Linked DNA regions of Mus musculus: regions 1, 3, 4, 5, 6 and 7 are each linked to region 2. The links are chromatin contacts, called in public HiCAR-type, HiChIP or PLAC-seq and promoter capture Hi-C maps. All regions are on one chromosome and are shown on one strand. The core of a region is the stretch at or near the end of the contact, and the rest is flanking DNA. Distances in the headings are between cores, read along the strand shown.

What was found. Promoter capture Hi-C pulls out the DNA fragments that hold promoters and counts their contacts. HiCAR-type assays count read pairs that join an accessible place to other places. HiChIP or PLAC-seq counts read pairs in DNA pulled down with a chosen protein or histone mark.
Region 1: a contact with region 2 is called in a promoter capture Hi-C map of pre-B cells, with 2.8 times the contacts expected there. The contact joins the promoter of Aars2 here to the promoter of Supt3 in region 2. A contact is called at or near these places in 3 of 39 promoter capture datasets (the 3T3-L1 cell line, hippocampal neurons and pre-B cells), 1 of 484 Hi-C or Micro-C datasets (pre-B cells) and 1 of 115 datasets of contacts at active chromatin or transcription factors (large pre-B cells).
Region 3: a contact with region 2 is called in a HiCAR-type map of astrocytes, with 4 times the contacts expected there. The contact joins the promoter of Tcte1 here to the promoter of Supt3 in region 2. A contact is called at or near these places in 2 of 39 promoter capture datasets (cranial neural crest and pre-B cells) and 2 of 115 datasets of contacts at active chromatin or transcription factors (astrocytes and pancreatic cancer cells).
Region 4: a promoter capture Hi-C map of liver shows a contact between it and region 2, with 1.9 times the contacts expected there. The contact joins the promoter of Enpp5 here to the promoter of Supt3 in region 2. A contact is called at or near these places in 10 of 39 promoter capture datasets (the 3T3-L1 cell line, 3T3-L1-derived adipocytes, the HPC-7 cell line and 5 more) and 3 of 115 datasets of contacts at active chromatin or transcription factors (astrocytes, embryonic stem cells and large pre-B cells).
Region 5: a promoter capture Hi-C map of pre-B cells shows a contact between it and region 2, with 2.1 times the contacts expected there. The contact joins the promoter of Hsp90ab1 here to the promoter of Supt3 in region 2. A contact is called at or near these places in 3 of 39 promoter capture datasets (hippocampal neurons, liver and pre-B cells) and 2 of 115 datasets of contacts at active chromatin or transcription factors (bone marrow-derived macrophages and pancreatic cancer cells).
Region 6: a contact with region 2 is called in a HiCAR-type map of astrocytes, with 2.7 times the contacts expected there. The contact joins the promoter of Tmem151b here to the promoter of Supt3 in region 2. A contact is called at or near these places in 2 of 39 promoter capture datasets (embryonic stem cells and hippocampal neurons) and 2 of 115 datasets of contacts at active chromatin or transcription factors (astrocytes and pancreatic cancer cells).
Region 7: a contact with region 2 is called in a FOXA1 HiChIP or PLAC-seq map of pancreatic cancer cells. The contact joins the promoter of Tmem63b here to the promoter of Supt3 in region 2. A contact is called at or near these places in 1 of 39 promoter capture datasets (pre-B cells) and 1 of 115 datasets of contacts at active chromatin or transcription factors (pancreatic cancer cells).

What each region holds. Positions count from the first base shown.
Region 1 is chr17:45,505,127-45,508,584 of GRCm38.p6, reverse strand. It overlaps Aars2 (alanyl-tRNA synthetase 2, mitochondrial), which reads right to left and starts at 1,744. Exons shown (of 22, transcript NM_198608.2): 1 at 1,504-1,744; 2 at 875-1,066; 3 at 1-104. The coding sequence starts at 1,731.
Region 2 is chr17:44,775,188-44,778,595 of GRCm38.p6, reverse strand. Supt3 (SPT3, SAGA and STAGA complex component) reads right to left here and starts at 1,430. Exons shown (of 12, transcript NM_178652.3): 1 at 1,168-1,430. It also overlaps a transcript of Runx2 not described here.
Region 3 is chr17:45,521,377-45,525,070 of GRCm38.p6, reverse strand. It overlaps Tcte1 (t-complex-associated testis expressed 1), which reads right to left and starts at 1,637. Exons shown (of 5, transcript NM_013688.2): 1 at 1,500-1,637.
Region 4 is chr17:44,076,500-44,080,074 of GRCm38.p6, reverse strand. It overlaps Enpp5 (ectonucleotide pyrophosphatase/phosphodiesterase 5), which reads right to left and starts at 1,273. Exons shown (of 4, transcript NM_032003.3): 1 at 1,093-1,273.
Region 5 is chr17:45,571,312-45,574,880 of GRCm38.p6, reverse strand. Hsp90ab1 (heat shock protein 90 alpha (cytosolic), class B member 1) reads left to right here and starts at 1,620. Exons shown (of 11, transcript NM_008302.3): 1 at 1,620-1,714; 2 at 2,970-3,116; 3 at 3,262-3,468. The coding sequence starts at 2,970. It overlaps Gm35399 (a long non-coding RNA gene), which reads right to left and starts at 1,566. Exons shown (of 2, transcript XR_385595.1): 1 at 1,485-1,566; 2 at 91-1,384.
Region 6 is chr17:45,547,430-45,551,078 of GRCm38.p6, reverse strand. It overlaps Tmem151b (transmembrane protein 151B), which reads left to right and starts at 1,402. Exons shown (of 3, transcript NM_001013749.2): 1 at 1,402-1,796. The coding sequence starts at 1,680.
Region 7 is chr17:45,684,159-45,687,818 of GRCm38.p6, reverse strand. Tmem63b (transmembrane protein 63b) reads left to right here and starts at 1,601. Exons shown (of 24, transcript NM_198167.3): 1 at 1,601-1,702. Mrpl14 (mitochondrial ribosomal protein L14) reads right to left here and starts at 1,470. Exons shown (of 3, transcript NM_026732.3): 1 at 1,392-1,470.

The DNA.
Region 1 (3,458 bases), core at 495-2,994, 730 kb before region 2:
AGTCCTGTCTGGGAGTCACCACTGAAGTAGGAGACCCACAACCTGTCCTCAGGGATCCCGTAGACTTGAGTCAGAAGTTCCCAGGCCATGCTACAAGCTTCCTCCTGTAGGCAAAACCACCACGGGGGGTGGAGAGATGTGACATTGGGGCCACCCAAGATCATGAGGCCAAGACAAAAACCATTCCCACTACCCACCCTAGTTTCAGATCAAGCCATGTCCATTTCTGCCTTGAGTTTTTCCTGTCCCCATTCTTACAAGCCTACCTTCTTTCCAGACCCAGATGAATTCTATCTTCTCCTTAAGCCTCTCAACCCACACACCCTGACCTGGGGACTTCATGTCCAATGACAATCTCAATACAGCTGCCTGGCTATCTGCTCAGCTAACTTTTAAATAGCCATTAAGCAGGAGACAACCCCTTCCTTCAATCAGCGAAGTGAGGCATATTCTTTCCTATTGGATGTCGTGTGTGTATGTGTGTGCCCGTGCCCGTGTATGTGTGGTGTACACACCTGTAACATGTGGACATGTGCTTGTGAAAGTCAAAGGACAACTATGGGTGACTGTACTTAGGAGCTAATTTTTGTTTAAAACAGGGTCTCTCATTAGCTTGGGACTTTGATGTTGGCCAGACTAGCTTGTCTGTGAACTTCTTCAGGGATCTGTTTCCATCTCCCATCTGGCCATTCCAGCATCATAGGCACACACCGTTAGCCCGCACTTTAAATTCGAGTTCTGGGGAATCCACAAGCACTTTACCAACCCAGTCATCTTTCTGTCTCCCCTATAACACACTGTGTTTAGCTCTTGGTCACAACATCCAGCACTCAGGGTTCAAAGACTTTAACTCTAGAGCTCCCTGGAAACTCACCTTAAAATATTCACCCCCGAAAGCCCAGTTGCCAAGCATCTCGAAAAACGTATGATGAGAGAGATCACGCCCCACATCCTCCAGGTCGTTATGGCGTCCTCCAGCCCTGACACACTTCTGGCTATTAACTACACGTCGGAAGCCTGCCATCTCACTTCGTGGATCCACTGTGCCCAGGAAGATGGGCTTGAACTAGAAGCACATAAAAGTCAGGAAGGGTAGAGAAGAGGTAAATGAACTTAAACAAGAGACTCTGCCTAGTAAAAAGTAGTAAAATTTACAGATAAGGGAAGTGGTTGGACAGAATCAAAGCTTCAAGAATATTACCAAGCACCTAGCAGGAGTGCAATAAATGTCTACTCAATGGATGAATTTTATTTATTTAAATAGTCTTCCACTCAGAGCCTGCCCCTCAGGACTTCACAGCTGCTATCCAGAGATAATAAACTTAATTTCTCCCCACAAGTTTCCAAGCTAATTCCCCAAGACCTAACCAGGCCCCCACCCCATTTTACCCAGCCTCTCTTCCACTCAGAGTTCCGCCCCTCACTTTTTTGGTCCAATCCTGAAGCGCTTTTCTCAGGCTGACTCCCGAGCTCCGCCCCCGATCGGTGTGGCCCCGCCCCTACCTGGTTCATGCCTGCATTGACGAAAAGCAGGCTGGGGTCGCCGCGCGGCCTCACGGTAGCGGAGGGCACGAGCCGGTGGCCGTGGCGATCTCGGAAGAAGCTCAGGAAGGCGTCCCGCACGGCCGCTCCGTGGGGTGGACCGGGCTCGGTTGAGAAAGGCTGCCATGGGCACGACCTCCCAATGGCTCGCCGCAGCTTACCGGCTGCGGCAGCCAACGCCACCGCCATCTTAGCTCCGGGCAACGGCTTCGCGGGGTCAAAGAGTGACGTTCGAAAGGACGCCTAGTGTTTCCTACAGCGGCCCCTGGCGGGTGGAAGACTTGGGGGGGGGGCAAGTCTCAGCTTCTAGTGAAAGTGTTTCCCCAAGAAGGGGACTTCTTCCCCTGGCGAGCGGCTCAGCATACCGTAACTTTGCATAGAGTAGGCCCTTAATTCATCCAGGATTGAACAGATAATTATAAAAAGATCATTACATGCTAGGCTGTATTTTGAACGTTAGTAGCAATATTAACACAATGCCTCTGCTTCCAAAATCTGTATTCTGGCAGTAATGGTTGTTGTGCTATTGATTTTGTGGAGTTGCAAAGGAACAGGTGTGGGTGCAATTCGGTGCGTGGACCGTGTGGTTTGTGCTGATCCAGGCTGAAGAGTGCCAAGGGATCGTGAGTATTCAAGAGGTGGTCAAGAACCCTGCGTAAGTGCCAGGCACTGCTCTAAGACCTTGCCAGGTCCTCTTCTGCCCTCGGTTTGCAGAGCCACTTTGTCCTTAGGGACTGAAGCAGGTTCTTTGGAGCAGGAGTCTGGTGGAGACACAGAAGCCAGACTGCATCTGCTCCATTATTAATTGCTTAATGACATTTGGTCTTTTAATTTGCTTGGGGATGAGAGAATCCAGGTCGACAGGTCAGGACAAAGCTGTTGGCTGAGAGCTGTGGCGATGGCTTTCCATGAGCCTCCCAGGGCCCTGAGGCTTTGAATTTTGCTGAGAGAAAAGAGATACCTGTCCTGGCAGGCCCAGTCCCCTTGACTTCCTTTCTATGGTAACAGACCTTGTGGGTGCAGCTAGACAGCTCAAGGACTTCTCATGATGACCTTGCTTGACCTTTAGTCTGGGAAAGTTAGCAGATCTAGGAAGAGAAAGGGATTTGCCAAGTTTAAGACCCAACAGAGCAGTGGTTCTCACCCTGTGGGTTGCAACCACATAGGGTTGCATATCATTCATTTACATTACGATTTGTAACAATAGCAAAATTACAGTTATGAAGTAGCAATGAAATAATTCTATGGTTAGGGGCCATCACAACATGAGGAACTGTTTTAAAGGGTTGAAGCATTAGGAAGGTTGAGAGCCACTGCACTAGAGGTTACAGAACTGAGGTCTTTGTGGTCAGAAGGACAGCCTTGGCCACCCAGGGGGCTCTTTTGGCCACCAGTCTTTGTGTGTTATTTGGGTCTTTTGAACTTTTGAAGCACAGCTTCTTTTCGGGGAATACATAGTCTATTTTGGACTTGAGTTTCTATAGCAATAGTGAATTCTGACAAGCCTGTATATCTATCCCGTGATCCTCTGCCTTCTCTTTTCCATGTAGGTTAAAGGTGTTGTTCTGCCTCTTTTGGTTTCCTCCAGGGTGTTTGGAACAGAAACCTGAAGCCAGATGGGGATTTTTGAGATTGGTGACCTTGAGAAAACACTGAAATTCTTTAACTAACTGCGATGAGCCCGTTTTCCCAGCTAGAGGAGAAGGAGATCCTCTGCCCTTGTGTTATAGTAGCGAATCTGTACTTTAGACTAACTCAAAAGCAGCACATAGTGGCTTTCACACTTACGCCCAGCACTTGGGAAGGAGAGGCAGGTGGCTCTCTGTGAATTTGAAGGCAGCCTGAACTACAGAGTGCAAGACAGCCAGGCCTACTCAGAGACCCTGTCAGGAAGAAGAAGAAGAAGGAGGAGGAGG
Region 2 (3,408 bases), core at 181-2,680:
ACGAGTCCTTTTAAAAGCATAAATAGTTCAAAAGCTGGCCTGACTTAAAACTCAACCAAATAAAAAACTGCAACTGGCTCTCAATCTCTCAACTTTTTCAGACCTGTGGGATCCCATGCAATAAGCACCATGCCTGTGTGTCTACTTACTTACATTGTAATTAATTTGCTAACCAATTAAAAAATCAAGCTCATCAGAGCCACCTGCACCCGGTGGTTACCATATTGGTAGCCCATAGAGTATAGCATTTCCAGCTTGGCATAAAGTCCCCTTGGGCAGTGCAGCCGGAAAAGGGTGGGAAGCTTGCAATAGTATGGTTAAAGTAAGGTCTGGTTGTGCAAAACATTATCTTAGTAGTCATATTCCGCCTCGCTGGAACACGCAGAAATTCTACCAGTTGTTTCTTTCTTTAAGTAAATCTTTTAACAGTGAACTAACTCAAAAATACTGAGAACTCAGGTTTTATCCCAGATAAATATGTACTGGTTTCTTCCTGAGTCTACTAATTCCAAGGACATAAAGCTAATTTTAATCCGGGTGTTCAGTAACAACACTGCTACTGGGATCCTGTCTGACCGTCAAATATATTCCACTATCCCTATAACTCTTATCACTTGTCACATCAACTAGCCTGACTTCCAATATAGAAGGCAAGATGACAGACAATTTCCTTGGAGCTCAAACGTAATTAATCACAGCTGGCGTGATACAAGCTTTTAGCACACAGATCTTCTCCCATAAACCTGAGTTTTGAGCTAGGCTGCGATGATCCCCATCTATACCCCCCGACACCACCGGCTAAATGATTTATTTCCCCAGGGGTCCCAGAGGCGAGCTCTGACAGCAACATCTCTGTGTCCTCTGTCCCTCAGCCTGCATGCACACTGCACTTCCTTCCACTACCACTTCCTAGCTTCCTAGCTTGCCTTCTTGGAGGACTTCCCACCCATTTGGGTGACAAGCCTAAACGGTGCCTCTCCGCCCGGCCCCGAGGGCTCCCCTGCCTCACGCCCACCGACAACGGGGAGGAGCCACGGGGCACCCCACGCTCGGCGGCCTGCATCCGGCTGGGCCCGCAGCCCCGGGCCAGGCATTTGGCTGCCACGACGTCCCTCAAGTTCCCATGACCTCGCCCCACTCCCCGCCGCCCCCACGCGCCCCCACAACCTCTGCTTAAGACACGTGGAGGCACGGCTGCGCGTCCCGCGTGGAGAATGAGAGGGGACAGAGATGGCGCGGTGTCTGCGGCGGCGGCGGCCCCGGGACACGACGGGCAGGGGGGCGGGGAGTGGGGGGAACCAGAGATTGTAGAAAGGGAAAAGGTGACTGAGCTAGGCTGGAGGGGGTGGGGGTAAGATGGCGAGAGCGCCACTATGAGGGGCGGGGCGGGGGTAGCGGAGCCTGGGGTGACTAGAGGGACGGGCCAAGCCGTGCGGCGAGAGCGCATGCGCACCCGGCTGGCCAGCGCGCGCGGTCGCGGGCCTGCTTCTTCTACTTCCGCCACACTCCGGGGGCGGGGCTTCGCGCTCCCGCCTCGGCGTACGGAGCGGCCCGCAGCCACGCGGCGGAGCCTCAGAGCGGGAGTTGTGATGAGTCGAGTGAGCGATCTGGCAGAGGAGCTGGATTTGGCCTGTGGTGACTCTGCAGACCGTAGGAGTGAGCCCGAGGAGCTAGGATTATTGAGAGTCGGTGATCTGCACTGGGAGAAGGTCTATGCAAGCTTCTCTTCAGGGGTTGGTCAGGTGACCAGAATTGTTTCCAATGACAAAGGGGCGCAGAGTTAGGAAAGACTCTCTCCTCAGAGAAGCACTGTGTGAGGACTCAGTCCGTTCTAGGACCTGGGAACACCCACCTACCCACCCCTACCGGCCCTTGCGCAAAATCGAAAGCCTGTGAAAACTCATCTGCAAAGTTACCCCACCCCACCCCCGTTCCTTTCTACAAAGTTCCATTACTTTAAAAAGCATGCTTTAGTTAATAACTTTCACTATTGGGGAAGCTTTATAAACAAGCAGTGGTGATTTTTCCTTGCACCACTTATATTGAATTGTATGTATGACCTGTCTTCCCGTGTTTGATGGTTGCAGGTGTAGTACCTTAATGAACTGGAGACAATTGTGTGTGATGTTTTCACTCGGCTGTTTAGAAAAGAAAATATCCACTATCCTACCATTTCAAATATTATTTTTATTATATTATTTTTACTATTATTATTTATATTAGTCACTTTTTTCGCTAGGGTTTTACTGCTGTGAATAGATACCATGACCAAAGCAACTCTTAAAAGAACATTTAATTGTGGCTAGCTTACAGGTTCGGAGGTTCAGTCCATTATCAAGACAGGAGCATGGCAGCATCCAGGCAGGAATGGTGCAGGAGGAGCTGAGAGTTATACATCTTCATCTGAAGGATGGTAGTAGAAAACTGGCTTCCATGCAGCAAGGATGAGGGTCTTAAAGCCCACACCTACAATGACACACCTACTCCAACAGGGCCATACCTTCTAATAGTGCCATTCCCTGCGCCGAGCATATACAAACCATCACATTCACCTTTACCAGGTCTTTTCAAGCACTACTTACTTCATTAATGTCTTGCCTATGAATGTATGAGTTCTGAAATAATCCTATTTGCTGAGTGTCTTTAAAACAGCCATTCATCTGATCATCTCCTCTCTGGATTGCAATTGTCTTGTGCTTAGTCCTCTGTAACTGCCAGACACTTCAATATTTGCCAAATACACTTCCAAGAGTAGATTTAGGATGTGGAGGGTCAACATGAAGTGTAAGATCCAGGCTCACTCTGCCCAAAGCTGAGTGCGAGCTATATGGGAAAGTAGCCAAAAATTGTCATTATTTCCTTAAAAATTAAGACTAGATTATATACAAAAGGTGAAAAGACTTTTTTAGTACATTGCCAAGAAATAGGAGATTGGGCTGGGCGTGTAATCCCAGCATTGGAGAAGTCAAGGTCAGCCTTGATTTTTAAGACTGAGCTGTCTTATAATAAAAATAAATAAACAAACAAACAAACAAACTGCTGTAAAAACAGAAGACAGATTATCCAAAGAAAAAAATTCCATGCAGATCATTTTAATTAAAATTCTGCTCAACTAATATCATCGCACAGGCATTTCACCTCCAGATAAAGACCAGATTTGACTCAAAAACAAATTATAATGGTCAGGTCCAAAAAAAACTTGGGACAAATGGCTATCTGGTTCCTATTAGCTTAAAGCATGTGCTGGCCTCCAGGCTTCCTCAGGACCACAAGAACCTGGGACTCTTCTCAGCTCTGCTCATCTTGCCTTTTACCCTAAACCTTTCCAGCTCATGGGCTTCCCTCACCCAGAGTCTTAGTAACCCTACTATTTCAGCTACGCACACTCTTTGCCCCCTCTCTCTTGCC
Region 3 (3,694 bases), core at 388-2,887, 750 kb before region 2:
TTTCAGGGGCATCACCTGTCAAATGGAGACAGTCATTAATATTACCTTCATCACCTATCATCCACTGTAGGTGATTTAGGAGCTAAACTGTGTGACATTTCACACAGGCTTGGCCTGGAGCTGGCACTCGTTAGCAGCCTCCCCTATACGAAGCTCACTAAGCCCTCATGTCCATTATTGACATTTGTCACCATAACACCATTGCCCACACCTTACAAAAGAGGAAACTGAGGCTTAGAAAACTGAAGAGATTCGCTGTCACCAAGCCAGCAAGCCAGACGGACTGCTTATCTGCCCCATGGGCCCTCTTGCTTCTCTGAGGTACCCCTTTCTCACCTCATCTCAGTTCCAGAAAGGTTTCTGGAACTCCCTCCCCCCGTGGGTTCTCTGGTCACCACTGTGGAGCCCCAGCCTTCACCTACTTCGCTGCCGAGACGCTTCCCTAAGGCTGGATTGTGGCCGACTTTGGCTTGAGGTCTCCACAAGGGCCCAAGAGAATGTTGCAGGTTTGCTCTTCTGCCCTGCTCACGCTGGGAGCGCATGTTGCTCACAGACTGGGTCAAGCTTGGATCTCTCCCTCATATTCCTTCCCTTTTCATCCTTCTTCAAGTCCCCAGTAAAATCTGGCCACGTCAGGGAGGTTCCTGCCACTACTCAAATGGGCCTGTCACGCCCCATGTTTCTCTGCAAGTGTAGCTGTGGTGGTCTGCTGCAGGGGCAGGTTAGGGTCTCCATCCACCTCTCTGCCAGCTTCCCACCCACGCGTACCCCATGCTCCCCACAAAGAGCCCTCCTTGGGTCTCAGGTTCCTGTATTCAGAGCCCTGGGCTTTTGTTTACATCTTCCCTGCCCTCTATTGCCCAAAGTCCTGTTGTGAAGTCCCAGTTTATGGGCTGAAGGAAGAGAGAATTTAAAACAAACAAACAAACAAACAAACAAACCAACCACTGTTTTTCTGAGAGCCCAGGTTTGGTCTCTGGCTCAGGGAGATAGCTTGTTCATAGCTTCTGGGTCCTCCCCATCCTAGCTCAGGCATCTGTAGTCAGCTCTATGGAAAGGGACACTTGCAGTAGCTCTACCCACGACTCCAGCCTCCTCTCTTCTCCTCCCCTTGGTAACTCAGAGAGACCAGGTCCATGGGGGACGTGCAGAACCCACAGGGCCTGTAGCATTGTCCTCAGCTGAGGATTGGGGACTCTCCTCTTCCCAGGTCTCCCCATTTCTTTACTTGAATTCTAGACCTCTAGACCAGTTTACAGATAGTCGCTGTGTGGAATGCAGAGCCTGGATCCCACCTCTAGAAGACAGGCGTGATGAGCTGGGGGCTTCATGTAACTGCAGAATGGGTTCTCCCATTACAGGACATACGAAGCTAAGATGACGGCTGCGGGGCCATAGACCCGCGTGGGTTGCAGGAGCTGGCAGGGCTTTGAGCTTAACCAGCATGGTCTGATTGGGGAGATCAGAGTTGGGGGTCCCTTTCCCGGAGGTCACCTCACCTGCTCTGGGGACCCAGGAGACTGCTCTCTGAGGCGGTTGGCTTGGCGCAGTTGGTTGTTAGGGACGCCTGAGTCGCCAGGGGGCGGACCCTGAGCCCTCCGCCCTGGGCGTTGGCGCCCTCCTCCTCGGTTGCCCCTAGTGCGCGTGCTCAGAAAACGACCCTATGCTCTCGGCCTCCGCTCGTGCTTTCTGGCTGCGTGTTTCGGGATGCATTAAGGTTTTCGCGTGGCTCTAGAGGATGTACTTCTGATAAGGAGTTGGGGGGCGGAGGGGGGGAGGAGAAGAAGGCCCAAGAAAAACAAAGGAGACAGGGGAAGCGAGGGACTTTCTACAGTTACTTAAGCCTCTGGAATTCCCCTGTGGTCGAGCTGTGGACCCCAACTCTGCTGGGGAGCCCCTTCGGTTATCTCTAATGTGAACCAAGTATCAGAGGCAGGAAGGGCCTGGGCCTCCAGAGCGCTCCTTCGCTCAGCCTGGCGGAAGCTCTCAAGGCAGGAGAGACGACTCCGGGGATCAGGCTATATGGAATAGAAGAACTCATTCTCTAAAGCAGAGGGACAGCAGACTGTGAGTGTGCGTGTGTGTGTGTGTGTGTGTGTGTGTGTCCGTCTGTCCTAGGAAAGCAAAGTTTAGCTTTAAGCTAGCTTCTCTGGTCAGATTGCCTCTGTTGAAGCCTCAGCTTGGTGGCCACGAAAGAGCTGGGCCCGCGGTAAAACCTAGTAGACCAACCTACCACCAAGGTCCAGCGGTCAAGCCATGCAGTGAGGAGCCATGCTTCTGTCCCCATGTCCCTTCACGCTCTCACATGAGGCTTACAAACCATCGTGTGTATAGTCGGTGGATGATCTTGATTCTGCTGCACATGCCTTGCTTCTCCAGAGCCCGGATTACAGAGAGTGGAATCGTGTTTCTGCAGTGCTGGGGAATTGAACCCAGGGCTCAGTCCATGCTTGGTACTGGGCCACCGGAGCTACATCCTCACTCCAGATGCTTACATGGTAGTCAGTGTGCACTCTGGCACCGTGTAGCCCCACGCTTCGGAGTTAATACAGTGTCAGGGAATCCTTGCTATGAAAATGTGCACTCCCACTGCTGTACCCACCCCTCACTCCTGTGTCTAGGTAGAGCTCTGCCTGGCAGCTTTGTTCTGATAGAGGAGGGTCTTCCCTACATTCCTTGGCTCCACTGTGCTTCAAATGCTGGGCTTCGGTCTCAGCTGCTCTATTTGCGCATGCTTCTGTGTGTATAGATAGGTGCACAGGTATGTACATGCATGTGGCGGGTGACCTCAGGTGCTGTCCTCCTTGAGAAAAGGTCTTTTGCTGCCCTGGAGCTCAAAGACCAGGCTTAGTTAGATGGCTCGTGGAACTGGGGGAATCCATCCCCATCCCCCCCCCCCCCCCGCCCCGTCTCTGTGCACTCTTCCCTGACTGCACAGCTGGGAGATTATGAAGGTGCGCCACCAAGGCTGGCTTTTGTGGCTTCTGCCACTTGAACTTGGGTCCCCATGCTCAAAGAGCAAATACTTTATTGAGCAATCTGCTCAGGCCCGGCTTCAGTTGTTTTCTGCTTCAGCTCCACCTTGGGGCACGTGCTAAATTTAAAAAAAAATATTTATTTATTTATTATATGTAAGTACACTGTAGCTGTCTTCAGACACTCCAGAAGAGGGCATCAGATTTCATTATGGATGGTTGTGAGCCACCATGTGGTTGCTGGGATTTGAACTCAGGACTTTGGAAGAGCAGTCAGCACTCTTAACCACTGAGCCATCTCACCAGCCCCCTGTGCTAACTTTTAAAAGCCTGTTGTTGATGAGGCCTGGTGGTGTATGTTTTCAATCCCAGCACTTGGAAGGCAGAGACAGGTGTGTATCTCTGTTACGAGATCAGCCTGGCCTACACAGGGGGTTCCAGGCCAACCAAACAGAGCCTATCTCAGCAAGAAAAGTCCATCACTGGTCTGACTGCCCGTGGCCTCACCCGGGCATTCCTTCAGCTCAAACACTTCCCTTAGGTTTCCTCAAGGCTCACACCTGTACCTTAGACACCCTTCCCAGAGATAGTGATACCAATGGTGTCTTCTTGTTCCCATTCTTTCCATTTCTCATTCTTGATGACACCCCTCCCCCCACAATTCTGTGGCTTCCCCTGGAAGCAGGTTCTATAAGGGGAAAGCTGTTACATCTGGTCCT
Region 4 (3,575 bases), core at 24-2,523, 700 kb after region 2:
TATGTGTATGTATGGTATGTGTGCATGTGTGATGTGTGTGTGTATGTGTGATATGTGTATGTGTGGGATGTGTGCATGTGTGATTGTGTGTGCATGTGTGATGTGTGTGCATGTGTGATGTGTGTGATATGTGTGCATGTGTGATGTGTGTGATATGTGTACATGTGTGGAATGTGTGCATGTGGCTCTGACTTGCCTTGCTATGGTCTAGGAATGGGCAGATGTAACCTATGAGGCAGGCTGGCTTTGTTTTCAGAACCATAAGCTGTATGCAAAGGATGCATATGAGCTTAAGGTTAGATTTGCTTTTTTAAACTGTGGTTTCATCCAGACTAGAAACTGTTTTGGACATTGGTCTCAAGACAATGACTGATTCCAAACTTAAATTTACTATTGTATCTTGAATGCCACTCATTCTGGGAGCAACATTAATAATGGCCATGACGGGGAATTAAATGTATGCAGGAAACTGCAAATGACTGATCCCTGTTTCTTCCCTCTTTTCTTTTCTTTCCCCCAATTTTCTCTCCCATCTCACTAACACGAAGGAAATTATTATCAACCAAATACAATTTAATGCCAAGAAAGAATCAGTTGCACGGAACATATGATTTTTTTCCCATCTATTTTAGTTAATTGAGGTAAATAGAAGACAACTGTTTTCTTGGGGCAAACTGAAGCGAAGTATGAGGCTCTGTCTAAAGCTCGGGGATGTTCGATAATAAGAAGCAACATAATTACATGGGTGCCACAACGCAGGTGGGGGTGGGGATGAGGAAAAAAGGACAAATCTCTCATTTCTCCACGCAGAAACAGCACGGAGCCCTGAAACTCTCTAGATCTCGATTGAAATCGCCCTGGCCTTTCCAGTCCTTCCTCTCTCCAGCCTCCCCCACCCCCACCCCGCCCCAACCTAAGCAAACAGGCGCACCAATCAAAGAGCAGAGGAGTGGGCTTATGTCAGGGTGTTTGCCAGGGTGGGTGGGTGCGTCGCCTCTTCTCTACGGGGTTGCTAGGCCTCCCCGCCCCGCTGGCCGGTGACAGCCCCAGTGTGGGCCTCTGGAGGCAGGCCACCCTTCTCCGGGGACTCACCCGCGCTGAGACAGATCTGTCCTGGAACGTTTGGGACCAAGAGGAGGCAGAAACAAGGGGCACTGTAGGATCCTGTTCGCTCACCTGCACGCAGCCTCAGCGCAGAGCACCTGACTCGTCGCTGCAGCCCGCCCCGCTGCTGGAACGCCATTGGCTCCCGCCAGCTTGTCACTGTTACCAGGGTGAAAAATCCGCTCCTAGGAGTAGCTGTGCTGCCTGTCAATTAGCGGAAGCAGGGGGGCGGGCGCTGCGTGGGTTTGAAGGAGGGGGACTTGGTGGCCAGGTTTGGGGATAGGGATGGGTGGCTGGGGGCTCTTGTCACTCAGAACTGCCCTGGTAGGCCTGTTGTGTCCGTGATATTGAGGGACTTTAGTGTGCTATCCCAGTGGTTGGAGATCTGAAACTCATGTTCATTATAAGCTAATTTTATTCTACCATCTCTTCTGAGTTTTCTTCTTCCTTTATCATAAACTGATGACGTCACTCAGTAAGCTTTAATTGAAGGAGGGACATCAGAATATCCAAGCTTGCCATGAGATGGTGTTAATAATTCGAAACAGGGTCTCATTTAGCTCACCATAGTGTGGAACTCAGTTTGTAGCCCAGCATTACCTCAGTCCTAGTACCTTCCTGCTCCAACTTCCTAAATTCTGGGGATTACAGGCATGTATCACCATGCCAGGTTTTATGAGGTGCTGGGAATTAAACCCAGGTTTTCCTGGATGCCAGCTGAGCACTCTCTCAACTGAAGAATATCCTTAGCCCTCATGAATCTTTTGTTCATGAATAGCTGGTGTCAAGTATTTCCTCTATGGAAGGCTTTGGGAATCTAGTCTGTTCTGAAGCCCAATGTGTGACTTCCAAGTGTTTGCATCTTATTATAAGTTGGCCACGCAGGCACTCCCCACTCCTATCCTCCAAGCAGTAGCACCTGAAAGCTTCAGCTAACCAAATCTGTCTGCAATAGGCAGTATTATCTGCTTGATTGTCACAACTGAAGTTTCAACATTTAATCAGCTGGTAAGGCTACAAGCATCCACAGCTGTGGCCTTGGTGCCTGTCTGTAACAAATGTCTTCTGTTCTGTGTGCTGGGGCTGTGATGTTTGTAGCCACGTTCTGTAAAGGAATTGAGCCCTTTGGTCTTAGCCTTTGGTGTATTTCTAATGAGGGGACAGTCTCAACTCTAGCCATGGGCACTTGCTAAATTGGGCGGCACTGCCCTGAAGGGCATTTGGGCACTCTGCCATGGGGATTTTTATCATTTTCAACACGTGGGAAGGAGGCGGAAAGGGAGGTTGTTTCTGCGTGTAGCCAGACCCAAAACCATGAAGCTGCACAACTTGTTCCGAAGCCCCAAGTCCTGACCTTTGAAACTGCTCAAAGTTGGAAGGAGGTGGTTCAGTCTAGTAAGTCCTTATCTCCCAGCCTAAGAAGCCAATTCCTTGTTCACTCCAAAGAAAGAAAACCTGGAAGAAAAAAAAATCAGGGGTGAGAATGGGCCTGTTTCTATGTGGGTCATTGAGAATTGGAGGCTCTGCTCACGTGACAGGCTGCCATGCTCTGCAAACTTTTTATGGAAGTTGGGATTGTTTCCCACCCGCCACGCTTACTAAATTGTACAGTGTAGTTGCTAAGCACAGCTCAGAACACAGAAGACAACTCTCCGCGGGCTCAGCGAGCTCAGGACCTACTTCTGGATCTCCATACAATAATGTCTAGTGGTCAACTGGTAGGCTTGAATATAACTCACTTTCCCAGTGGGCAGGGTCTGGCTCAAATAAGGAATGATTGTTGAGTTTTTGTCGACAAACTTCCTGCTTCCACATCTGTACTCTGCCAGTTGTTTGAATTTCTGTCCAGTCACAATAGCTACTGAGCAAGTTATGTCAGCATGGGTTAGAAAGGTTCCTTTATTTCAATGGAAATAGCAGGATAATGTCAGAAGTAGGGATGCATGTCTGAACACAGAGCAACAGGATTCACTTTCGTTTCACAGGCTTGGGGTAGGGAGGTCCCTCTACCTTTTAAAGTCCTCAGAGAAATCTGACATACATTTGGGGACTAGACCATTCTCTTCCCCAGGACTGTAAGGACATTGTGCTAGCACTGGAATAATGCAGTTTATAAAATAGCAAAAACAAAACCAACTAGCTGTATCAGAGAAGTCTTTTTTTTTTTTTTTTTTTGACCTAGAATTTATGGTAAGAATAACTAATTTTAAAGGCAGCGGGCAGGAGAGATGACTTAGCAGTAGGAAGAGCCTGCTGTTGAGTTGGTTCCTGGCACCCATGGCTATTGGGCAGCTGGGCTGGCTGGTTTTATGTCAACTTGCTATAGTCATTTTGGAAGAGGTAGCCTCAGTTAAGAAATGTTCCTACCTGCTTGGCCCATGGGCAAGCCTCCGTGACATTTTCTTGATTGACATGGATGTGTGAGGGCCAGTTCACTGGAGATGGTGCTCCCCTGATCTGTACTGGTCCTC
Region 5 (3,569 bases), core at 371-2,870, 800 kb before region 2:
CACACACACACACACACACACACACACAGAATTAAGGAGAGGCTAACAGACAGTGCAGGATGGGATGATAACAGACGAAGTAGACAGAGGCAAGGAGAAAGCAACTACTGTTTAACAATGAATGCACATTAGACAGACTGCAGGCAAGCACCGGGAACAAAGGTGTGGGCGGTGGTGTGGGGACACAAGCCAGCATGAGCTAAGATAGCAGAGCACTGAGTGCCCATCCTCTACTGGAGGGCTCATCAGTCCAACAAGCTTCCAGATGCAGCCTTGGAAAAAGGCAAGGCTAGATTGCCAGCTGAAGGACATGGCAGGCCACCTTTAGAACAGAGGCACTGGCACAACTTGGTTTTCTGGCTCCTGGAACTGGGCCAACCTGTGACCAGCACCTTCATGCGGATGCCTAGAACTCCAGCTTCTCTGAAAAGACTGGGACCTGCTCCTCTCTAGGTCCAAAGAGCTGCATGCAGTAGGGAAGAGGCTAGAGAAGCGAAACCAGCTTGAGAAACAGCTTGTGCTCACATAGGGAGGGCGCACGTACCCGCGCGCTGTGTACGTGGGAGACCGGGGAGGCTGAGGGGTGGGGAGTGTTCTACCCAGTAGCGCAAGCTGCTAGCTCGGTTCTCTGTTCACTAGAAGGTGTCCGCAGTCACTCACCCCCACAGCCCCCGTGCCCTGTGACCGATCCAGGTCAGCTATCCCTCCCTCTGCGCTCCACTCCCCCACTGTTATGTGGGCCTCTTAGGGCCACGCGTGGAGGGTCGTTCAACCCTGGCCCACGGTAGGCAGACTTGGGGAAAATTTCTTCCCAGGGTAAGATCAAGGTAGGGGAAAAAAAAAAAAAAAAAAAGCCACCCAGCCAAGCGGCGACGAAGACACTGCCCCCGCCGCAGCAGGGGAGGTGGAGCCTAGGGGGGAGGGGTGGAGACCGCCGAGACAGGCCTAGAAACTGCTGGAAGAAATCGCAGCACCACCGCTGCTGATCCTTCCGCCGCAGGCCGCCAAAGAGTCCCTACCAGCCCAGGCCCGTGCCCCTCCCCTCGGGGAAAGCGGCTCCCAGCCTGAAGCTGTGCTGTACCCGGGAGGGTGGGGATGGGGGAATCGGGGGCCTCCTTAAAGTTGGACAAGGAATTTATCATCCTTTTCTCTTGATGTGCGATTTGTAGGGAACATTCTAGTAAGATCGGGTCTGGAAATGGCAGCCGAGTTGGCCACCTCCATTCTCTTTCAGTCCCCTGAGTTCTGGACTCTTGGGGGGTGGGGGGGTGGAAGCGCCTACCTTGAGTTTTCTGAGGCAGTCCGTAGGGTATTCGCCCGCAGATACATCCCTAATTGCATATGCATGCTCCCTGCTCATCTTGAGGGGGGACATGTCCTACTCCTGCAGAAATGGGGGATGTGCAAAACGATATTGAATTGGCCTTGACTCAGGAACCAGGCCCGGGGTCCCGCTCCTCCCCGCCCCCTCCACGATCTGCTACCATGACGTCAAGGTGGGCGGGCGGCGGCAGGTGCGTGGCCCGCAGCCACTCCTTTAAGGCGGAGGGATCCAAGGGCGGGGCCCGGGCTGTGCTTCGCCTTATATAGGGCGGTCGGGGGCGTTCGGGAGCTCTCTTGAGTCACCCCCGCGCAGCCTAGGCTTGCCGTGCGAGTCGGACTTGGTCCGGGCCCACCACCCTGCTCTGTACTACTACTCGGCTTTCCCGTCAAGGTAAGGCCGGGGTCTCTCGTCCCCGGCGGCTCTCCGGGGGCTTCTTCCCGGGGTCCCAGCCTCCATCTCATCTGTCCCAAAGCCTCCTTCCCCGGCGGGGCAGCCTGTGGAGATAACGTGTCTAGAGGTTAGAGGTTCGGGCTGTACCCCGGCGGGCTTGCACGCGAGGCTCCCCGGGGCGGGTGGATTCCCCGGAGCGTGGGGTGGGGGTGCGGCCCGGCCAGGTGGTGGGCGGCCGCACGTGGTAGTCGCCGACCCGGGACGCTGCCATGTTTGCCCTCCACTTCCGGGCGCGGCTGCAGGGTCCGCGCGGTGGCGGGCTGCTCTGCGTGACTCAGCAAGGCCTGGGGAGGTTGGCCTGGCTGCCTCCCCCGGACGCCGCCGGTACCAACGTGCTTGATTTTGGGGAGGGGTGCACAGCAGGGACGCCGGAACCCACCGCGCTTTCCCTTTCCAGATCTTTCTGCCCTCCCAGTGGAGGGCGGGGGAGGAGAGACAGAGCAGGCACGAGAAGATTCCTAGGTCCCTCCCTTTCTCCTCCCCTCCCCGGAGCTCAGATTGTTCTGGAAGCCTGGGCGCCCCGCCCCAGTGCCCGGATGCTGGGGCGGTGGGAGGGTTTCAATGGCGCCCCCTCCCCGTGTGGCTCCTGCCGACGCATGTCCGGCAGTGACGAGGGTCGTTGGACGGCTGGGCCACCATTTTACTTGGGTTCCGGCCTATGCAAGTCTGCACAGTGAGTGGTCACGGTGGAGCTCTTGATTTCTTTGTCCTGATTTAATTGCCCCGTGAGCGCCTCCCAGACTACAGCTTCAAGGTTCTCTTGCCCTGCTGGGTGGAATAAAATAAAAATTAAAAAAGACTGCTTTTTCTGTTAAAGTTGTTCCTCACCCCAATGAGGAGATTGTAGTTAAGGGGTGTGAGTACCAGGGGTTGCTTGAGGTTCTTTTTTATGTATTGTTAACTTAGTCTGGATTTTTACCATATTGCCAGGTGTTCTGTTCAGAGTCAGTGAGCTATGCACTGAACATGCCAATGTTCAAGAGTTTGACTTTTGGGCATCTGTTCTGGAAAACCCATCTTTTAGGTTTTTTTCTGTCATTTTTGTCTTGGCCATTGTAGCTTAAATGTCCTTTTTTAAAGAAAATGGCTGCTCTTGTCTCTTTGGGTTGGATACTTTCCCAGACTAAAGAAGTTTGAGCTGGATATTAAAATGTGTGTCTATAATGGTCCTTAGTAGTAATTCTTTCATTCTTAGATGCCTGAGGAAGTGCACCATGGAGAGGAGGAGGTGGAGACCTTTGCCTTTCAGGCAGAAATTGCCCAGCTCATGTCCCTCATCATCAACACTTTCTATTCAAACAAGGAGATTTTCCTCCGCGAGTTGATCTCTAATGCTTCAGATGTGAGTATTCTGTTGTTGAATTTCTAAGGCTTCACGGAAGTGTGTGTGTGTGTGGGAGTGATTGAGAAGAACAGTTCAGTTGATGTTGAAGGGGGAGGGACTGTTTGGAAAAATAAAATAATCTGGCTTTTTGCGTTTACTACAGGCCCTGGACAAGATTCGATATGAGAGCCTGACGGACCCTTCTAAGTTGGACAGTGGGAAAGAGCTGAAAATTGACATCATCCCCAACCCTCAGGAGCGCACGCTGACTTTGGTGGACACAGGCATTGGCATGACCAAGGCTGACCTCATTAATAACCTGGGAACCATTGCTAAGTCTGGCACGAAGGCGTTCATGGAGGCTCTCCAGGTGTGTGGCCTTTCATCCACACCGTCCTCTAATTTGTTACTGCTTAAGTTAAAATTTGTCTGTCTAGGGTATTACATATTAGGACACTTATTAGAAAAAAA
Region 6 (3,649 bases), core at 153-2,652, 770 kb before region 2:
CTGCCTCAAGGTCATCCCCTGCTCCAAAGGAACTTCTGGAATTGGGAATTGAAGCTAGTTCTTCCCAAATGCTAGACAAGTGTTCTGTCACTGAGCTATCACCCCAACCTACTACCTAACACCCTTTTTTTTTTTTTTTTTTTTGGACAGTGTTTTGGTATCTAGTCCAGGCTGGCCTTAAGTATTGATCCTCTTGTCTCAGATGTGTGTCACTTCCCTTCACAAAGAGAAAGCTCTGAAGTCTAGGAGTCATCCTGTGGGTGCTGGCAGGTGGTTCCGTAAGCACTCACTTGTCCTCCTCATGCCTTGGTCTCCTCCGGGTAAGGAAGAACAGTTACTGTCTGACAAAGACCCCAGTAACACAGTGGGTTGGCACAGTGACTATTCACACCCAGAACAACCATTGCCCGGTCTTTATCACAATCTATTATAATGACTGGTTTGCATGTCTTCTCCTCAACTAGGCTGTGCCTTTTGAAGGTAGGAAATTGCATTTTATTTCTATACATGACATACAGTAGGTGCCGAGTACTTGTTTACTTATGGATACACCAGGAATGCACGCAGGCAGAACACTGCCAGTCTCTTGTGTGTCTTAGTCAACGCAGGGAAAAGCAGCAGTGGGTGGGCAGCATACAGGGCCTGGCTACTGGCAGTCACTCAGCTTGCTGTGGTCTGTGACTTGACCTCCCTACCTCGGCAGACTAGTGGACTTTTTCATTGTACCCGGGAGGAACAGAACAAGGGCTTAGAGAGAGAAAGTGTTTGTCTAAGGCCACACAACTTATGGCAGGGCCAGAATTAAGAGTTAGGACTCAGGTGTCCTTTACACCCCCCCCCCCCCCCCCCGTTCTAGAGAACTGGATGCACTTGATCGCTTTTCTGGGGCTGCTCTTGGGAAGGAGGGAGAGCCTCCCTGCGGCTCCTCTCTCTGCCCTCCAGTAGTCCTTTCTTGGATTTAGCTTCAGCGCCTCTAGAGTCCGGCTTCTGCCTTAACCCTTTACCATACAAATTAGGAATAAGGGTCTTCCCTAAAATGTCCAGACTCATTCTCTTCTCCCCAGCCTTCAGCTTCAAGGACTTGTGGGACCAGAGATGGGAGACCGACGCTGCTTGATCCTCCCGCTCGCCAGGGCCCTTCTAAGAGGACAGCTGGAGAGGAGTTGAGGCTGAGATCTTCCCAGAAGGGGCAGGCGGAAGGAAGATGCGGTGAACAGGGCCGAGAGACAGAAAGGGTGCGGGGAGCCCCTGTTGCTTCTCCCCTTTAGCGGTGTGGTGGTGGTGGTTATTAGGAAGGCTTGGGGGAGGCGGAGTTTGGGGGGCTGGGGGCGGGGCTCTGATGCACTGGGAGGAAGAGGGGGGGCGCGCTGGCTCCAGCTCGGCTCAGACAAAAGGCGGCGGCGGGAGCGGGCGGGAGGCGGAGCGGCGCCGCGAGGGCCTCAAGGTGACACCCGCCCCCGGCCCCGGCCCCCCCAGCCCGGCCCCTTCAGTCCGCCCTCCCACCCATCCCCCCATCTCCAGCCTCCCCCGTGCCCTTTCTAGGCCCCCTCCCCCCGGCGGGGGGTGGGGAGCAGAGAGGGCCCCGCCCCTCGCGCCCCCTCCTCAGGACCAGCGCAGGATGCCCCCGGCCCCTGGCAGCCCCCCGGGAGGTCCTGAGCTCAACGCGCCCCCTCTACGCCATGTCCCCCCCTGGCTCGGCCGCGGGAGAGAGCGCCGGCGGCGGCGGCGGCGGTGGCGGCTCCGGGGTCCCAGAGGAGCCCATGGCATCGGCGGACGAGGGCCCCGCCCGAGAGGAGGTGAGAGCCGGCGGTCCCCGGTTCCCCCGTACAACCGCGACCTGGCCCCCATCCCCCGCACCTCGCGCGGTCCCCGCCGGTTCCGCCGCAGAGCGGCCGGCGCCCCGCACCCCGAGCCGGCCGCTGCAGCCGCAGTCCAGCAGCATTGCCCCGACCTGGCTGCCCGCGCAGTCCGCTGTGGCTAGGAAGGGGCCGTGTCGGGGGCGGGGCTCACGGGGGTCCGGGGCAGGGGGAGGGGCCCTGGGCGGAGCCTCGCAGACCCCCGGCTTAGCAGAGAAGGGCTAGGCCATCCCCCAGGTGAGGATGGTGGGCGGCATCCCACCTTGAAGGCCGGGAGGGAGGACTGGGAGTGCTCGGAGGCAAGAAGAGTGCCTTGGGGGAAGTGATGTTGTCACCCTAGCTGGGATCATAGGAAGATCAGACGGGTACAAAGGCCATACCCCCTGGTGTCACTGAGAGTGTGTGTGTGTGTGTGTGTGTGTGTGTGTGTGTGTAAGGGGGCTGCTGCTCACCTCTCTCTCTTAATGCCTGATGCTCCCCCTAGGGGGCACTAAGCTTAAGAATTTCTGAGTCAGTACTGTGCGGTACCTTGCTAGGGTCCTACTTTTAGTCTTTTGAAACCAGGAGACAAAGAAACTAAGGGAAGTAGAAACTCTAAGTTCCAGCCTTGCATCCACACTGGTGCACACCGTGCATATTGCACGGAGGCAGGAGGAGAGTGGGGATGGACGTGTGGGTAGCCCCTTTCGGTTGTACTCACATTGGGACAAGCACATGACCAGGCGGGCACACAGGTGCACCTATACACTCGGCTTCCAAAGGCACAGCTCCTGAAAGGCTGTCCTCTTACTGCCTTGCAGGTACCTGCTCTGTGTTGTTTCCTGTTCTTCTTAACTATGCCCAGAAATCTAGGGCCTCTGCTGTTAACTTGGTTAAAACACTTGGTTTCTACTGCCTTATCTCTCTCTTTCTGACTGGTCCCAAGGCCAGGCATGAAGAATTAAAGGGGCCAGTCAGAACTGCATCAGAAGGTTGTGTGTGTGTGTGTCTTTGTGTGTGTGTGTGTCTTTGTGTGTGCGTGTATACACACATGTGTGCAACAATGCAAAAAGAGTGGAAGACAGGTTATTTGAGCAATCAAACTCAATCTTTATTGATTATGTGCCTGCTGGGTGTCACTTAGGCAAAGAGAATGAGACATGAGCCCTGCCCTCAGGAGCGCTCCATCTGGTGGAGAACTAGACATGTAAACAACTCAGAAGGTACCAAGTGCTTTTAACAGAATGGCCCTGGGAGAGGATCAAACATTTGTGACAAATGCCTGAGAGCTTTCAATGTCTTCCTTACCTATGGTTCATACCCCCATCTCCTCTGCCAAGGGGCCCCATTCCCTCTTTCCCATCCTAGAATAGAGAGGAAGAATGTGTGCTCACCAGGAAGGGGTGTGTGTGTGTGTGAATAGTAGGGAGACTCACAGAAGGACACAGAGGAGGTGGGAAGGATGAGACTGACCTGGAAGCGTTAGATTGTCTGTGAGGGAGAGAGAGGTGCGTGAGCTAACGGAGAATGGCTCCTCTTGCAACCCAGGACTGGCAATATCTACAAGAGGTCAGGGCCCCACCTGTTAAGAGGGGAGATGATGTCAGTGGGTCCCTCCTTACTCTCCTGGGACCTCTGGAAAGGGTCTGGGCTGAGGACTTACCTTTGCTAATGCCTGTTTGTCTATTCCTTTTTTTTCCCATCCACCCTTTCTCTTGTTTCATCGCCATCTTTGTGTCTGCCTTTGGAACTCTTTCTGGATACCATTCTATCCATCTGGGCCTCCACTTCTGATCTCTCTCCGCCTCTTGTGG
Region 7 (3,660 bases), core at 352-2,851, 910 kb before region 2:
CAGCCCCAGGCAGTCTACAGCGGCAGACGCAGCTCCATCTTCTTTCCCTTACCACCACCAAAATCCTCAAAGTTGGGGAATTTGTATGTTTGGTTTGATTTGTTGAGACTTGGTGTCAGGCAATCTCAAGCTGGCCTTACACACCCAAAGCAGCTAAGGATGGCCTTGACATCCTTAACGGCTACCTACATCTAGGATTACGGGCAAACCCCACTGATGGCCAATTCCAATGTGCTCATTACTAGTACTATCAACTGCATCTTCAGAGGATTTAACTGACTAAAAACTCAAGCTAAGGAAAGCGAGAGGTATACAAGAGATCAATACTTTCCCAAACTTTTCTACAACACACAGAAACAGTAGAAGACACCTAATACACCCCCATGCCCTTGTGTCCCAAGACAGAATACCTACTGTAGGCGCAACACACACACACACACACACACACACACACACACACACACGATGGCCATGATCTACTAAACTGATTTCCAAGCCACTCATGGGAGTGTCTGAAAGACACTTCAACAGACCAAATCTTAGAGCTGCAAACCCCCAGCTACAAAACGAGCAGCTGAATAGCCACATACAGCAAACACAGTGACCAGGATGGTAGTGTCCAGTCGTGATGCAAGACCCTCCCTGGGTGCCACCATTTCCCAAGTAATCCAAGGTGATCCCGTCTCGCCTCTTGTGACCGCTACACAGTTCCTCATCTAAGTCTCAGCGTGTAAAGCTCACTTACTGCGTACAGCGGGAAGCAGTATTTCTTCTGTCCCCTTTAAGACCTCGAAATTTAACAGGTGGTATCTGTCGTGTCTTTGTATTCGAGATGTGTGGTGACATACAGAAAAGGGGCGTTCCACCTCTCCAACTCTCAAGTCTTAACCCCACCCCCCCACTAGGAGAGGTCTTTGGTGAACTGAGAATACAGGGAATCCCCGGTGCAAAAGGAGTCATTCAGCCTGACAGAAGCAAAAGCAAAGACTCCCTCTTTACACCACAGAAGTTTCTAGCAAACTCATCTCCAGGCCCAGCAAGAGAGAGAAGCAGATAAAACTGCGGGAGACGCGTCAAAGCAACCGGCCTAGCCACTTAACCCAGGCAAGATCTCAGCCCCCATTCCCCGAGGCTCTACATCCCGAACTGGATAAGCAGGTGGGCGCATCGGGGGCGCGTGGGAGGCGCGGACCCCGAAGCCTTTGGCAAAAAGGCAGCGAGAGGGTCCAGATCTGAGGCCTCGCGAAGAGTGAGCACCCTTCTCACTTGACACTGGGTTTCCAGTAAGGCCTGTCCTCACCCCTCCCCGACAGCGCCTCCCTTATTGCAGAGAAGAAACCGGGAAAAGCAGCGCGAGGGGTGCGAGGTGTTCCCCTGAGCCCCCACCGTACCGCGTTAACAGCCTGGGAATCTCCCGCCACGGACCCCCGCTTGGCAAGGCCCCGCCCCGCACGCTGCGCCTGCGCGCCAGGGGTTCTCCGTGAGTGCGCGCGCACTTTCTACGTGTGCGGCGTGGGGGCGGGTCCTGCGGGAGCCCCTCCCCGGCCCTCCCTCCCTCCTTCTGCTCCCCCTCCCCCACGCGCTGCCGCGGCCGCCGCAGGAGCCCAGAGCTCTAGCCGCCCGGCGACTCCCCCTCCCCCTCCCCAGCCCCGCCCCGCCCGGAGCCGGGGCTCCCGAGTCGGAGCCGAGTCTGCGCCTAGGGGTGAGTACGCGGACCCCTCCCCAGCACCCCTTACTTGGCTCATAGGATCTCACCACCACCCCAAGGAAGGAAAAAAAAAGCACCCGGACTCAGCTGCGCGTCCCCTCCCTTCCACCTCCTGCGGGACCCAGAGGTGCCCGGGCCCCACGGGACCCAACGGAGGCACGCTTTGTCCCCAAACCCGCACCGTCCCTGCCAGATGTGAGTCCTCCCACCCCTGTCGGGGCTCCAGATGTGCGCCGTCCTCTACCCCCGCCCCTCAGGAATATTCCAAGGCGTGGGACCCCTGCGTCCCGGCCCTCGAGTGCCACTCTAGTTCCACCTGCTCCGTCCAGGTGTGCGGCCCCTGCGCGGCCCTCCTCCGGTCCCAGCTGCTCCCCAGCCGCCGGCGCCGCTGAAGGGAACCACCCGCCTCCGCCCCCGAGTTTTGCATTCTAGGGTCGCCAAGTCCAATGCCCTCGGTCTCTCTCTTTTTTTTTTTTTTTAATTCTTTTTCTTGTTGCTGGGGACGAAGCCGGCCTCAAGCAAGGGGTTCATGCTTGGGCAAAGGGCAGGGCTCGAGGTGTTAGCACCAGACGAGTAGCTGCCCCAACCCTGGTGGGGACTGATCTGCGGGCTGGAGAGGGCGGCCGGCCCGGGGAGCATGTCCTCTCCTGCGCCCCACACAGAGCAGTTCATTCATGAGCCGCCCGGGCCTGCGTTGGAGGGTGCGGTGGGGAGAAGATTCAGACGCGAATCCGGAGTAGGCAAAGGCCCTATTGAGGGGGAGGGGGCGCGCTTTGTCCCTCCCGGCCGTCTTGACCGCCTGGTGCGGACTGTCCCAAAGCTTGTCGTTGTGTTGCTCAGAAAAAGCAAGGATGCCCGGGAAGTGGGGAAGAGAGGTCAGAGGGGCTGGCTGCCCTTGGAGCTTTGTGCTGCCACCCGCCTTGGTCCCCTGATCGGAAGTCTGGCGGCCGGTTGCTCAGAGGGGCTTGGGGCTCTGCTCTCTACCGAGTACCACTCCCTGACCCTGAACCTCCTCCCGGTCTGCAGTAGTCGGGTGAATGAGATTGTACCCAACGCCTCCTGAAGAGGGGACCACAGCCCTCTGCCTTCCAGATATAAGAGAGAAGGGGAAGGGGAGTGGCTGCCAGGCTCAGGTGGTGGGTATGCTGCCAGCACCTTTGTCCTCCCGGGTACCAGAGGGTCTACGTCCTGGCATGTACCAGGTAGCACATGCTGGGGCCTGCTGTTGAAGTCTTGGCCAGGGAGTGAGCGAGTAGGTGGGTGGGGATGTTTTGAGGCAGAAGATGGGTGATAAGTCGCGAAGAACCCCTTTTTGGCATCGGTACAAATTCCTTCCAAGTACAGCAGAGTAACAGAAAACCCGGTTCAAATCCCAGCTCCGCTGTTCTTTGAGCTGTGCGACCTTGGCAAGTTACTTAACCTATCTGAACCTCCGTGTCTATCTAAAAGTGTGATTAGTTACTACCACCTCCTTCCGAGGCGCATCTTTGGGATCCAATAGTTTAATGCAGGTAAATAGCCTGGCACTCTGCCTGACAGTTGATCGATTATAATGGGTTCACATCTCTGAACTTCCTGACCTATCAGTTTCCTCTGGAGTCCCACCCCACCTACTGCAGGTGGATGGGGGTATATTCTGGGACTTGGTGACAGAGTCCCTAATATTGAGGGAGCTCCCCCTCCTCCTCCACTGAGGGGTTCTATTCCTTTCATGCTTTATTTTGGTCTTAGCCAGCCTTCCTCCACTAAAGCAACCTCTTGGGGTCTATACCTTATTAATAACAGCGGTTTTTGTGTTTTATGTTGTTTGAGATTGGGATGTCATTTAGCCCAATTGGCCTTGAACTCCTAATCTTCCTGCCTCCTTCTTCCAGGTGCATGCTTGCCTTCAACAGCTGGGCCTTTCTTATGGTGGTTTGTGTTTGTTTGTTTGCTCGCTTGCTTGTTTTAAG